Linked DNA regions of Mus musculus: region 2 is linked to region 1. A link is a contact called in public HiChIP or PLAC-seq data. All regions are on one chromosome and are shown on one strand. The core of a region is the stretch at or near the end of the contact, and the rest is flanking DNA. Distances in the headings are between cores, read along the strand shown. Region 1 overlaps Fndc3a (fibronectin type III domain containing 3A). Region 2 overlaps Rb1 (RB transcriptional corepressor 1).

The links. HiChIP or PLAC-seq counts read pairs in DNA pulled down with a chosen protein or histone mark.
Region 2: an H3K27ac HiChIP or PLAC-seq map of extraembryonic endoderm stem cells shows a contact between it and region 1. The contact joins two enhancer-like sites. A contact is called at or near these places in 1 of 484 Hi-C or Micro-C datasets (bone marrow-derived macrophages) and 2 of 115 datasets of contacts at active chromatin or transcription factors (bone marrow-derived macrophages and extraembryonic endoderm stem cells).

What each region holds. Positions count from the first base shown.
Region 1 is chr14:72,649,414-72,652,113 of GRCm38.p6, forward strand. Fndc3a (fibronectin type III domain containing 3A) reads right to left here. Exons shown (of 26, transcript NM_207636.2): 3 at 2,603-2,678. Among named protein-coding and RNA genes, the nearest start is that of Fndc3a, 59 kb to the right of the region's middle. Within about 2 kb of position 1,283, at least 7 of the 459 cell types and tissues checked have an H3K27ac peak or open chromatin away from gene starts, as enhancers often do. A contact at or near this core is called in extraembryonic endoderm stem cells, where this site is marked.
Region 2 is chr14:73,252,273-73,255,008 of GRCm38.p6, forward strand. The region is part of intron 17 of Rb1 (RB transcriptional corepressor 1); the gene reads right to left. Among named protein-coding and RNA genes, the nearest start is that of Lpar6, 16 kb to the left of the region's middle. Within about 2 kb of position 1,374, at least 121 of the 459 cell types and tissues checked have an H3K27ac peak or open chromatin away from gene starts, as enhancers often do. A contact at or near this core is called in extraembryonic endoderm stem cells, where this site is marked.

The DNA.
Region 1 (2,700 bases), core at 33-2,532:
GAGGCAGTCTGTACAGTACACAACTCTTCAGGTCCTGCAGGAGGCTGTTGCTGCTAGATATTAAAATCAAATGAAAGGAGTTATGAAGAGATAACTTACAGGATGCAGCCACAAACTGACTCTTGAAATACAAGCTGTTTATCATTCTGAGATTAAGCCATCCCTACATTTTAAAATACAATAAAACAATCTGTTTTTTCATCTGCTAGTGTATTGGGGAAAATCAATATTATATTAATTAAAATGCTTTCTTGATTAATATTTATGAATAATCTGGAAGGCACACAAGTAAGCTATGTGATCAGAAATTTATATTCCATGTGATTCATAGTGAAAACAAAAAATTCTATTTGAAGAAAAGTTAGTAAAGATGGCAAAGCTTTTTAAATGTCTATACTGCTTATATATTCTCTTGTCTAGATCCTTTCAGGAATATTGATTATTTGTGTATTACCCAACTGCAGCACAGATATTTTAGATTAACTTAGTGATATTTCTAATACATGTAGGGTTCCAAGTTTGACTTGTGACTCCTGGCTAAGGTATTTTAAAAGATTCACCATCAGGCTCAGCTATGTAGTGATAGGAAAGGGGCACTGAAAACTGTCAGCCTATGGTATCACAGCCAATGCTAATCAGAGAGTGTGACGAGTCCTTCACCCTCAGAAGTATTACAGTCTAGATGTTAACAAGGTAGGGAGTGACCCACCTCCATGGATTCTTTAATTTAAAGCCATGACTATTAGGTAGTAGTAAGAACCAAAAAGGATACAAAGAATTGTAAAAAATACAAATCCAAAGCGTTCAGGTACTAGTACTAGTTGAAAGGTAAAATAAGCACTTCAAATTAAACATAACATACGTAATTTCCTAACAACTAAAAGGAATGTTGCACGCAGGTACAGTACAAAGGCACCTGGGAAGTCAGTTTCTCAACAGCTGGTATCAAGGGGTTTCAAAGCAGTCTGGGCTCACCTTCTCTTAGCAGTTACACCCAGAACTCACAATATCTCTATTTGCTGAGTACTGCAGAGGTAACAGGTCCAGTTTCAAGTATAATGTATGCTTATGAATGTGGTGGTTTGAATGGAAATGCCCCCCACAATCCCACAGGGAGTAGCACTATAAGGTCTTGTTGGAGTAAGCATGGCCTTGTAAGAGAAAGTATATCACTGGGGTGGGCTTTGAGTTCTCAGAAGCTCAAGCCAGGCCTAGTGGCTAACTGTCTCTTCCTGCTGCCTTCAAATCCAAATATAGAATCCTCAGCTACCTCTCCAACATCCTGTCTACCTGAATGCCACCATGCTTCCCACCTTGACAATAATGGACTAAACATCTAACCTACAAGCCAGCCCCAATTAAATGTTTTCCTTTATAAGAGCTGCCATGGTCACGGTGTCTCTAAACAGCAATAAGACCCCAAGTAAGGCAGTTATTCTTACCCTGATCTAATACTGATGGGAACAAGAGCTGAACTGATACGAAATGTATTACTGAACTTAAATAACCCACAGCACCTTATAACAAGCTACTAAGAAACAGCTAATGTTTAACTCAGCTTCTCTAACTCCAAAGACACTGACTTTTTGTTTGTCTGTTTGCTGACAGAATCTTACTATCTCAGTGATAAGGGTACTGAGCTGCTGGAAAGGTTGGCTTGTTCTGATGGACAAAGGGGGACTTCTGTCCCATGACACTGCTTATCTCTGGCTTTGTTGGCAATCTTTGGGTAGTGAATTTAAGCAAGTCAAAGACCTGAATCTTCATCATATGTCATCATACCACATCCGCTCTTGTCCAAGTTTCCCCTTTTATGATACTAGTGACAGTGGATGAAGGGGCCACCCTAACCTTCCTGTAGCCCTCATTTTCATATATGAACACAATGCTCACTAAATGGAGGCTGCTTTGCTCCTCCTCTCAGGGGATATGGTGATGTCTGGAGAGATTTCTATTTGTTCTGAATCTCGGAGGGTAAGAAATAACGAGTGTATAGAAGACAGGGAACTCTACTAAACCCACTACAATTCATAGGATGGCTCCCAATAGCTGAAAAATATCCAGTCCAAAATGCTAAGGCGATGTCCAATAAAGGAAGATTGCAGTGAACGTGGGAAAACATCTGAGCTGAGTTTAAAGCAGTTGGGTTAGAACCACCTGGAATGAGGTGACAAGGGTGAATCCTAGAGAAGGAAACTCGTGCTGACTAGACAAGACAGGTTTGCAGTTAACAAGCAGACTCTTTAAAAAGCCTGAGGAAGACAGCTACAGTGTAGATCTTAAAAAGAAAAGCCTGAGGCCACACTGGAAATAAAAACAATATTAGAAAACAGAATGGACCTTTGGAGGACTGAAAGACCTGGCTAGCGTTACTTACTTTTTTTGACTAATAAAATGTACACAATAGAATTTTATAGTTAGATCAATCAAAAAAGGAGAAAGAGACTAATTAGAGTTCTACTGCAATAGTTAAATGACTGGAGTACTCAAGCTTGTGATTGTGACACAGGGAGAACGCACAAGTGTACACACTGTTACCTACCTGGAAAAATAGAAGGCAGATTTTCTCTTGTTACAGAATGTAGCAAATTATTCCTCTTACCTGTAATGCACTGAAACTGTCCATCTTCTCTTCTTATCGTAAAGGCTTCCCCTGGATTAACCTGTACCAGAATAACCTGGAAACAACGGAAGAAGAAT
Region 2 (2,736 bases), core at 124-2,623, 600 kb after region 1:
GCACACAAGTGGTATATATATACACACATAAGCAAAACACTCACACATATAATCTAATACAACTAAAAAAGCAAACACAAAAGCCTGTAGCAATCTTTAGTGAATGAGTCCTCCAGTGCACTAACATAATCATGTCTGCAATGGCATCGTCAGCGTGAGAGCAAAAGTACTAAAGCAGGCTTTGTGAGAGAAGGAGGCACAGACTGTTCCAAGAACCCTCCCACCCCACTAGCACACAAAGCTACTGCAGAAAATTGTCTGCTGTCTTCCCTTGTATAAAATACCTCCTTTTTACTCATGGCTGGCTTTTCATCTTCATCAGGAGTAATTTGCAGAGGGGTTGCTTTGTGCATTAGTTTGTGAATATAGGGTCTCCTTCTGTGACCTAGGCCTGCCTAGAACTCAGAAAACAAACTGCTGCTGCAGCTTTTGAATGCTGGGTTTTAGGTAACTGTTAGGGCCACCTTCATATCCTCGATCGCTGCACATTCCCAAATCTGTTGTAAGCAGTCTCTCATCCATGTGTGCTCACTAGTTTGACTCTTACTGGTCTGTCATCTTCCTTCCTTCCCTCCCTCTTTCCTCCTTCCTTTTTTCCTTTTTTTTTTTGCCATAGCTCAGCACAGCACTGTAATTCACTTCTCTACTAGATCACAAGTTCCTTGGAGGCTTGGGGCTATTTCTCATGTTTTGTTTCTTTCACTTGGGCAACTGCAGTTCTTTCCAAATGGCTGATATGCAGAAAGAAGGAGAAAGGAAGTAAAGAAGAAGAGGAAAATGAGGGCCCGGTATTGTCTTGGGAAAAAAAAAGGGCTTTTCTTAAATAATTTAGAAACTATGAAGTAATTCTTTTTGTCAGAGACACACAACCTAGAATATCCCTGAGCCCTATTTCAGCCAGTATCAACAATGTATTCTGAACAAAATAAAATATTTTTCACTTTGACTGTGAAGTCAAGTCTCCCAAGTTACCCAAGACCATAACAGTGAATTGTGGAAAATAGAGGTGTGATATTAAAGAGAAAATGGATCATGGTAAGATATGTTTTCAGAAAGAATTGATTTTAAGAAAAAAAAATCACATGGTAGAAAAAAATCACATTCCAGTCCCCTGGTTCTTGTGTAACTGTCAACATGGCCTGCGCTGTGTCATTGTCCTAACCCACAGTTTTAAAAGTTACTAAGTCAAGTAATCATTATCTCACAATTCAATTGTTTTCCTGTAAGGCACAATTCTTTGTAAACTGTAACTTAAAAAGAAAAAAAAAAAAAAAAAGCCAGCGTATTGTTTCACAGCCAATAGCACAGGCAGGCACGCAACCTTTGTGCCCAGTGCACCAGAGGTTAATGATTCACCACGGAACCAGACAATACAGGTTCTTTCTTTGGCTCCTTCCTTGGCTTTTACAGAGCCACAGGCTTTTCTCCCTTTTGTGTTCACTTCCTGTCAACACTGACTTTTCAAAAGATACCAAAACATCTCAAAAATCTGTTTGTGAGTTTGCTACCAAATCAGGACTCAAACAGGCTGAGTCACTTACTACCATAGTACTGGTGTATAATACTGTGCTTCATGTAATATCTGGGGAAAGAACTGACAAGAAAAATGTTTAACCTTTATATGTAAGAGTATAGTGATCAAAACTAATGTATAAGAACATAGTAATCAAATTAGCTGCATAAGCAAACTCCCTTGTGTTTGGTGACTGAGTCAGCCACGTCTGTCAGTATTTACAGACACAACTTTCTTGTGGTTTTCTAGATAGTATTAAGAGGAAATAATGAACTACTAGCACTTCGGTGTCTCCACAGAGTCAGCTGTACTCCAGAACAGCCCCCACAGAAACACTGTCCTAAACAGTCCTCAGGGACTTCGACATCATAGTTATATGGATCTCACCAATCATGAAGCCTTTCACTTAGAAACTGACAGCCCTGCTGGAGAACAAGAACCAGATTTTGTGGTTTTAAACAACTACAAAACTGAAATAAATAAATAAATAAATAAATAAATAAATAAATAAATAAATCAAAACAAAACAAAACAAAACAAAACAAAACAAAAAAACAGTTCTCAAATGGTGAGCAGCAGGACAAAGGCCCACGAGAGTCCCATGAGACAGCATGCTGCAGCCCACTGCAGGGAAAGTATCCTAGCCGAAACACCGACAGACAATGATGGGAATGGAAACCCACTGGCTCCCAACAAACACAAGTCAACAGCACTGAGGGGACAGGATTCACACAACAGAGCTGAGCAGGTCTGTGGAGACCCACTTCAGCTGGGGCACAGCAGTCCACACCCATGAGATAACTCCCCAGGACTAAAGACGAAGAAGCCCTGGGGGAGCAGAGGCACTGCTGGAGTCCAAACTGCTTCCTACCTGCCACAGTAGACGAGCTTATGATCCATCTACAGGCAGCAGCAGGTAAAGTACTTACAAGATCACCTCTTGGATAGTGGGGGAAATTAGAAAAAGTTTCTGGAATCAGAAAGAAACAAACAAAAAAAGAAAAAAGAAGAGAAAAAGAAAAAGAAAAAGCTGGAGGGAGGGGAGGGAGTACAAAACAATTAAGCTACTTACAATTTAAATGTGTCCCAAAGCACAACTCAAGAATATTATTAAGAATATGAAAATATCCAGGAACCAGTAAGGCAAAATTCACAATATTTAACGTCTAGTAAAATATCACTGCCAGGCAGTGGTGGTGCACGCCTTTAATCCTAGCACTTGG